Linked DNA regions of Mus musculus: region 1 is linked to region 2. Evidence: chromatin contacts called from public HiChIP or PLAC-seq data. All regions are on one chromosome and are shown on one strand. The core of a region is the stretch at or near the end of the contact, and the rest is flanking DNA. Distances in the headings are between cores, read along the strand shown.

What was found. HiChIP or PLAC-seq counts read pairs in DNA pulled down with a chosen protein or histone mark.
Region 1: a contact with region 2 is called in an H3K27ac HiChIP or PLAC-seq map of embryonic stem cells, with 6 read pairs. The contact joins the enhancer-like site here to the promoter of 2410004I01Rik in region 2. A contact is called at or near these places in 4 of 484 Hi-C or Micro-C datasets (ECoMG myeloid progenitors, bone marrow-derived macrophages and muscle stem cells) and 2 of 115 datasets of contacts at active chromatin or transcription factors (embryonic stem cells and epiblast stem cells).

The regions. Positions count from the first base shown.
Region 1 is chr11:103,040,333-103,044,750 of GRCm38.p6, reverse strand. It overlaps Nmt1 (N-myristoyltransferase 1), which reads right to left. Exons shown (of 12, transcript NM_008707.4): 2 at 1,475-1,583. Among named protein-coding and RNA genes, the nearest start is that of Gm42090, 5.1 kb to the left of the region's middle. Within about 2 kb of position 1,745, at least 20 of the 459 cell types and tissues checked have an H3K27ac peak or open chromatin away from gene starts, as enhancers often do. A contact at or near this core is called in embryonic stem cells, where this site is marked.
Region 2 is chr11:102,961,695-102,966,386 of GRCm38.p6, reverse strand. It overlaps 2410004I01Rik (RIKEN cDNA 2410004I01 gene), which reads left to right and starts at 2,233. Exons shown (of 3, transcript NR_037963.1): 1 at 2,233-2,366; 2 at 4,359-4,578.

The DNA.
Region 1 (4,418 bases), core at 496-2,995, 79 kb before region 2:
CCCACACTTCTTTGCATGCAAGGTCTAAAAGCAGAGATTTTTTTTTCCCCCAAAAAAGTAAAACTGGAAACTGACAAAATGTCTTATCAAGAAAAGGTACTTCCTGCCAGGCGTGGTGGTGCACACCTTTAATCCCAGCACTCGGGAGGCAGAGGCAGGAGGATTTCTGAGTTCGAGGCCAGCCTGGTCTACAGAGTGAGTTCCAGGACAGCCACACAGTGGAAAAGTAGCACTAACGCCCAAAACTGTCCTTGAACTTCTACAGGCAGGCCGTGGCACAAGCGCCTCCTCCCCCCACACAAAGCAAAACTGGTGGCTAAAGATGTAGCTGAGCGGCAGAGGACTTGTCTTGAACATGATCCTGGGTTCGAGCCCTAGGATCACAGAAACAAAACATAAAACAAAGCAAAAAAGAAAAAAAAACCTTGACTACCTATTATCCTAGAAGTGTCCTTTCAAAAGTATGCCTTAGGTCAGGCACAGTGGTACCTACCTTCAATCCCAGTACTCTGGAGGCAGAGGCAAGAGGATGTCTGTGAGTTCCAGATCAGTCTGGTCTACAGAGCAAGTTCCAGGTAAGCCAGGGCTACACGTGAGACAGCGAGACACAAAAGAAGCCTCAAACCTATCCATTAGAGGAGCCCAGGGGCGTAGCTCAACACAGAGAACAGTAGTGTGCAGGGGGCTCCAGGCTAGATCCTTAGCCCAGCACTCCCAGCATCTTAGACCTGGGTAGGAAGATAAAACTGCTGCCATACTGTGCTGTCAATGTACTGTGTATGTGCGCCAGTGCCTCGACCTAGCCCCTGACCAGTTAACTGACGAGTATTTTGACTGGTTTGCTCTTCTTTGACTGTACTGCTGTGATGTAGTGGAGTGGCTCTCTACTTTCCTAATGCTGTGACCCTTTAATGCAGACCTCATGTTGTGGTAACCATTACCCCAAGCATAAAATTATCTCATTACTACTTCATAACTAATTTTGTTACAGTTATGAATTGTAATATAAATTTATGATATGTAGGATACCTAGCTTGCCACAGCTTGAGAACCACTTCTGTAATGCCTTTTAAATTAACTATTATCTTCTCTGTGTGTGTGTAGGACCCCACCATGTGAGTCCAGGGGATTGAGTTCTGGTCATCGGCTTGGCTGCAAGAGACTTACGATCCAGAAGACCAAGAGCCACTGCTCCGTGAAGTGGGGACTGTCCCATTCCTACTCCATGGGACCCTGCACTTACGCATGTCATATGTACCTGCAACAGAGGGTACTGTGCTGGGGAGTCGGGTCTAACCTGCGGGCCTCTTTAAGGTACCGAGCACAGTTTCATCAACAAAGTCTAAGGCACAGAGGACAGACAGTGCTGGGTGGCTCCCATCTTTAAATAATAAGAGTGGAGATGAGCCACTTAAGCTGTTCTCCACATATACCTCGAAACTCCTCAGTCCTAAGAAAACTGCCTCCAGGTTACCTTCACGGGCTGGTCCTGGGTGGATTCCATGTCGCTGCCTTTCTCTTTCTTCTTCTTTTGTTTCTTTTTCTTCTTTTTGGCTCCGGTGTCATTGGCTGGACTCAAGCCACTGTAAGACAAAGTAAACACGGATGGAGGTTCCAAACCAAACAAACAAAAAATCAAATGCTTTAAACCACACTGACAAAAGGCTTTTGTGTAGAGCAGACCTTCCTTAATCAAGTCTGTTGGCTGCTTCAGAAGCAGACTAGAGAATCCAGCTCCCACAGGGGGCGTTTGGAGGACATGAGCAAGCACAGCTCCCTTCTCCACTCCCACCCCTCAGCTCCCCGGGGAGGAGACATGTGCAAGGCATGTCCTATTTATTTCAAAGGGCCTTTTCTGTTCTTGCATCCATCCATCCATCCATCCATCCATCCATCCATCCATCCATCCATCCATTTATTGAAACAGAGTCAGTCTCAAGCAACCAAGGCTGACCTCCAGCAATGACTTTGAACTCTGATCCTCCTGCTTCACCCGAAGATTGCTGAGATTACAGACGCTCTGCCCACCTGGTTTATGGGGCGCAAACCTATGGGGCTTCCTGCCTGCAAAGCAAGCATTCTACCACCTGGGCCACAATCCCAGTCCTTTCTTCTTTTTTCTAAGATAGGATTTCTGGCCTGGTACCTAGTATGTGTCTTGGGCCGGCCTCAAAATTATAGCAATCCTCCTGCCTCAGCCTTCTGGGAGCTGGATAATACCTTTTTTGGGAGGTGAGGGGGTATGGACTTATTTTAGAGCTTTAGCTGCACTGAAGACCACGGTATCTCTCAACACTGTGCTGGGACTACCACGTCCCCAGGGCCTTGGATCGAAAAGGACAGCCAAAAGACAGCAGCAGTCTTTTGGGAATCTTCTGTCCTCACTTCTCCAAGGGTACTACTTTTATTCAGATTGTCCAACTAGGCATAAAGCAGCAGAGAGTATGGAAGGAAAAGAGACCACGAGGAAGAAGAGGATAGCTTGACATTTCTGCAGCCCATGCCCAAAACGGTCACGAAAGTCAAGGGCCTGAATTACACATCAGGTAGCAAGCCTGAGCGGTCCCTGACGGCAAACCCAGAACTAGTAATCTCGGGGACATTCAAACACAACAGTCTCCCGCGGTTACTCCTGCCACAGACGGACGACACTTCTGTGTGCATGGAAGCAGGGAGGGATGGCCTTAGGCTGCTTTTCCCCCAGTAAGTCATGGCAAGACAGCTTCCCAGCCACGTTAAAATGTCCAAATGAGACCAGCGTGGGATCACGGCCTTGCTGTGAGAGCACGTGGGAGGCTGGGGTGGGGACAATGTAAAAGGGACATGGTGGTGTACATTTTTAATCTCAGCATGCAGGAGGCTGAGGTAAAAAGCAGGCAGGTCTCTGAGTTCAGTTCAAGGTTAGCCTTGTCTACATAGCAAGTCCCAGGCCAGCTAGGACTAACATTGCAAGACACTATCTTTAAATAAATAAATAAATAAATAAATAAATAAATAAATAAATAAAAGGCATGGTGGCTCCCGAGTCCCAGGCCAGTCCAGAAGAGTTCTAGGCTAGCCTGAGCTACAGTATAGGACACTGGTTTTTTTTTTTTATTTAATTTAATTTAATTTAATTTTTTATTTTATTTAAAAAAAAAGTAGCTCAGGGTTTCAAAGTCCTTTGTGGTTATCTGAGTATTAATGCCACCTTATAGCAATTGATCAAGTGCTATCTGTGGTAGTGAGTGTACATATATACAGAGAAAGTGATTTGTTATCACACACTTCCATTTCTTGGGCTGAGGCTGTAGCGCAGGGCAGAATGCTTCCCTGGTGTGTTCCAGGAAAAGAGGGTGGAGATGGATCTGGCAGACACATCCCACCAGCTCTTCAGCTCTATCTCCCCTTACTCCCCCAACATTTAGGGGACTGACTTCGGGATGCTGAAGGCAGGGAGCCATCGTAAGGCTGACAGTTCTCTATCTGAGATGAGCATATGGCTGTCGAGTCTGGACACAAATGCACCTAATGAGAGCTCTATTAATGAGACACAGACGGCACAACGCACAGTGGGGCTGGGGACATTCAGAGATGGAAAAGGCAAAGCTCTTAAGACCAGATGCTCGGATCCTCCAAGGCCACAGCGAAGACTAGGAGGCACAGTTACTCCTGAGTCAGAGACCTGCCTCGCAGTAACTCACCAACAAAGAGTCCCATGCAGAGCCCGTTACAACTCAGGTCTCAGCTCCGAGATATTTGTTTCAGTCTCAGAATTATGTGTAGCATTGAAAAGGTATATGAAATACAGTTATCGTGTGTCATTCATATCAGTTTATAGAACAAACCATCAGGGTCCTGGGTAGGAGTTACCATACTACTATTTTTTACTTAATTCTGTGGAAAAAGAATCAAAAGATAAGCCGGGTGTGGTGGTGCACCCCTTTAATCCCAGCACTCGGGAGGAAGAGACAGGCGGATTTCTGAGTTCGAGGCCAGCCTGGTCTACAGAGTGATTTCCAGGACAGCCAGGGCTATACAGAGAAACCCTGTCTCAAAAAACCAAAAAAAAAAAAAAAAAAAAAAAAGTAAAGAAATGATGCATCCAGGTGTGCTATCTCATCTTTGGGAAACAAATGCAGAATTACTGCCACAAGTTCAAGGCTGCCCTGGTCTACAGAGGGAGTCCTAGGCCAGCCAGGACTACACTACAAGACCATGTCTCAAAACCACGAATAAGGGGGCTAGAGAGATGGCTCAGTGGTTAAGAGCACCAACTGTTCTTCCAGAGGTTCTGAGTTCAAATCCCAGCAACCACATGGTGGCTCACAACCAACCTTAACAACAAGATCTGACACCCTCTTCTGGAGTGTTTGAAGACAGCTATGGTGTACTTACACATAATAAATAAATATATCTAAAAAAAATAAAACCCCACA
Region 2 (4,692 bases), core at 984-3,483:
CCACTACGCTGAATTACTGAGTAAGGATTATCAGAGACACCACCTGGCCCTGCTCTCCCATTCTATTTTTCTTTATTTTTTATGGTTTCTTGAGACAGGGTTTCTCTGTGTAGCCTTGACTGTCCTAGAACTCACTCTGTAGACCAGGCTGGCCTTGAACTCACAGAGATCCAATTGCTTCTGCCTCCCTAGTTCTGGGATTAAAGGCTTGGGACAGCACTGCCCAGCACTCTCCCATTTTATAAATGGAGAAACTGAGGTCCAGAGAGGACCTCACATTCTCTAAGTCATAGTGATTTTTGGGTAAGTACCTGTGGGAACAGTCAGGCTTCTAAGCTCCTCCCCTATCACCTCCCATCCCTCCCTCCCTCCCTCCATGTACCTATCCACTGTCCTGTCATTCGAAGAGACACAAGCTCTCATTCAGCCAGAGCTGGGCAGCCAAGGCAGGGTCCCAGCCTGCAGCTTCAAGAACTTTGACCTGGTGTCTGGTGAGAATGACAGAGGAACCAAACAGGGTAGCAAGATCCTCAGAGAGAAAAGGTGTCCTTTGGCCATCACACACAACTATGGTTCCTCAGCAAACCCATCATCGACCTATACCGACTTGTATAGGGGATCAAAAATCTGTGTGACTCGGGAGGGCTTTCAGTGAAGAGCTGATGTCGATCTGGGCTTTAAAGGATGGAATCAAGGAAAACGTGGCTGTTGAGACTTCTCCAGTAAGGCCAAGGGAAAGTGCTGGAAAATGCTGGGTGTTCAGAGAGGCCCTGACTGCCCCTCTTCTCTGTCCCCTGAGTTCTGAGAGGAGGGGACAGGAATATTAGGATGTGGAGAAGGGATGGTGCCTCTATGGAAGCGTTTCCCTTCTGAGGTAGAGGGATGGAGGATGGGGCTAGTCTGGACAAACAGGTCAAAAGCTAATTGGTGTGGGGGGAGGGGAGGGGCTATCGGCTTTCTGCTTGCCCCCATCCACCCCCATCTATGTCTCCTGCCTCTGATCTTTTGTTCAGGTGGGCCAGTCACAGTCACGGGAGGGCAGGTATCAAGTGTGAGATCTTTAGAAGGCCTGGGTGGTAGCCCTAACACCTGACCTGGGCTCAGCCAAGCACGGGCTGGCTGCTCACTGTGACCCTTCATCCTCCATATCACTCGGGGTGCTGGGGGAGGGGGGGATGGCAGTAGGGGACAGGGAGAGGGAAGAGAGACCTGACTCACACTTAGCCCACATCCTCGGCGAGACAGTAAGGAATATTTTTAGGAGCTCATTAAACAGGGAAGAAAGAAAGGAAAGGGAAGGAAGGAAGAGGAGGACTATGCATTATTTTTCATCCGAGTGACAGCTCAGAGCGCTTCCACTGGAACTGTCACGCAAAAGAAATGGCATGTCTAATATTATTATGGAACGGGAGTGCGCCAGCCCGCGTGGAGATGCGCGGCGTGTGGGAGGGTGCTTGCGCCACCAGTGAGCCACACTGTGTGGTGGTGAGACCAAGGTGAGCCTGGGTATGTGACACCAGGCTAGTGGGGGGGGGGGAGTGGAGGGGGAGGAGTGGGGGGATAAGGATAACTTCATGTAGGCATTGGATGCCTGGGATTTTAATGTAGGAACAACTCTGTGAAACTATGTGTAATGGGGCGTGCAGTCTGTGTACAACTGTGTAATTGGGTGTGTGTAACTCGAGTACGTGAGGTATCTCTGGAATGCTTGTACCTCTGGAACTGGGGGTTGGGGGCAGACTCGCAGGTGAGGGAGCAGCCAGAAGCAGAATCGGTTCCTAGGTGACCCCCAGAAGAGAGTAGAGAAATGGAGAGGATGAAAGGGGGGCCTCACCCACCTATCCGTGTCTTTGAAGGAATAAGAGCTATGGTTGGAAGGTTGTGGGGCAAATACTGACCCCCTGTTGTGAGTTCAAAGTTCTTGGATGGAGCTCCAAGTACTTAGAAGTACTTCCCAAAGATGATCTCACTGGATTTCCAGAGCGCTCTAGAAAGGCAGGCCGTTATTTTCATGGTCTGGGTAAAGTGGGCCGGAGGTATATGACACGCTGTCTGACAAGTACTTCCCTGACATCATGGAATCCGGGTATCAAAACTAAGATGTGACTTCTTGAAACGTCTAGAGCTGAGAACAAGAAGGTGGCCGAGGAGACTGGGCATTAGGAAGGCTTCTCGGGACTTGTTTGGAGTTCTGTGAGGATCTGCCAAGATGGTGAGAACCCAGAGCACTCTGGGAAAGAAGGAAGCCAGAGAGATACAGGGAGGGAGACAGAGCCATGCAGCAGGGCCGAGAGGAGGAGATTCGCTACTGTCAGCGGCTGAGCTGTGGCGCGGGCCTTGCCGACTCGGTAACTAAAGCCAACCTCGTAAGTGGCTAATTGATTTCTGTTCCCTGATTAAATGTGCAGCGCTTTACACGGCAGCAGAAGGAGGTCAGCACTCCCCCCACTTCTCCAGCGCGCCTCGTGCGAAGAGACAAAGAAATTGATTTTCCAATCGATGCTCTGAGCAATGATTAAATGTTCTCTGCACAGCGGGCCTAATGAGTCCCAGAGGGGCGTGCCGGCCCTTTAATTAGAGACTCCTAGGGGGCCTGGGATAGGGGCTGCTCTAGAGTGAGGGGACCCTGCCAGAGAGGACTCCTCATCTCCAGGGATTTGGTGGGCTTGGCCTCTGGGGCAGCATCCTGGTCTGAGAAAAGGGTCCCTGGATAGGGACCCTGTGGAGGCGTCACTGGGAAGTCTCCATCGAGGGACCCTCCAACAGGGAGATCCAATGGAGGGGCTGAAGGGCTGAGAGTCCCTGAGCTGAGCCTTCCAGGAAAGACCTGGGCTAGGAGACTTGGAGATTGCACCACACCTCCCCTTAGCCCCAGCAGAATACAGAGACCCATCCGCGTGGGCGTGATCCAGGGCCTCCACCCGGTGGGCTGGGTGCTCAGGCCCGGGCCAAGACCTCCAAGTAGACAACAGTTCTCCCTCCGGTCAGTCTAACTCCTTCAGCAGCAGAGACCCAGACAGGAAATGAATCCCCCTCTAAGCGGCTGCTGCGTTTTCATTACCCAGCTGCCCCATTGGAGGAACCGACTAAAGACTTTAGAAATTCAAATGAGGCTCTCCGGGGAGACCCGGGCTTAAACATTCCCCTGCGCAGGCGGCTTTATTGAAGGAATAAACTATATTTGCAAAGTAAGATATTGGGGCTGTCAGTTTCTCTTAGGGATATAATGAGATCCTGGGAGGGAGGGAGGCAGCAAGATGGAGCTCCCGAGGGCGGGAGCCCCAGGCTGGAGCTCGGAGGTGAGCTGGCTCCCAAAGGCCAGCCTTGCTTCTACTGTGGAACCCAGACTTCCTCCCCAGATCCACTATTCCACCTCCCTCTCAGTGCTGAGAGTTAGAGGCTTGGTGCCTAGGGAGAAAAAATAACATTGCTCTGGCCTGGAAATCCCAAGACAGTAGAGGCCTCTCCAGTCTCCAGGCAGCTCTGCGACTTACCTGTCTGCTCTCCTACTACGGATTCTCTACAGGGAAAACAGAAGTGGGCATGTGGGCTGGGGCTAGTTGTATAACCAATTTTTTTAAGGTTTATTCACATTTACTATATGTAAGTACACTGTAGCTATCTTCAGACACCCCAGAAGAGGGAGTCAGATCTTGTTAAGATGGTTGTGAGCCACCATGTGGTTGCTGGGAATTGAACTCAGGACCTTTAGAAGAGCAGTCAGTGCTCTTAACCACTGAGCCATCTCTCCAGCCCTAGGTGCATGACCTTGAATAAGATACTTAACCTCTCCATGTCTCAGTAACATATCTGTAAAATACTAATATCTCCTTCATAGGGTTGTTGAGAAGATTAAATGAATTACTATATATAAGGTATTGGGCATGTTACTTGCTTATTGCATAACACTCAAAAAAAAATCTTGCCGGGCAGTGGTGGCACATGCCTGTAATCCCAGCACTTGGGAGGCAGAGGCAGGTGGATTTCTGAGTTCGAGGCCAGCCTGGTCTACAAAGTGAACCAGGACAGCCAGGGCTACACAGAGAAACCCTGTCTCGAAAAACCAAAAAAGAAAAAAAGAATCTCAGCTACTATTAAGAACTGGGTGGGGGCGAGGCATGTGCTCAGCTGGGGTGGTGCTTGTCTAGCCCACACCAAGTCCAGGGTAATCCCAGAAACATCTAAAGGCAAGGGTGATGGGCCATTCCTGTAACCGAGCACTCAGGATGCACAAGGAGGAGAATTGTAAATTCCAGATCATTCTTGGCTATGGAGAGAGTACCATGACAGCTCAGGTTGAAGATGTGAATGACAATAATGACCAGCCAATCTCTAATTTCTCTCCTTACTCTATGCAGACCACTTGAGAGCTACTACATCACCTTCACATCTTTCATCACTGTCAGTATCACAGTTACCAGCATCACCATCACCACTAACATCACAGTGGCTCATCTTCACTTATCCCTGACATGGAATGGAATGATGGAGGTAGACCAGATGGCTGGGATGATGGAATTAAATCCTGAAGGCTTCCTGGTGGTGGTAGGAACTATATGCAGCACAATTCTCTTGCAGGTGGGTTGAGGTCGAGCTGTTTGTTTGTTTGTTTGTTTGTTTGTTTGTTTGTTTGTTTGTTAATAGAGCACTAAAATCCAAGATAAGAAAAGAACCAGGAAAACAAGATCACTA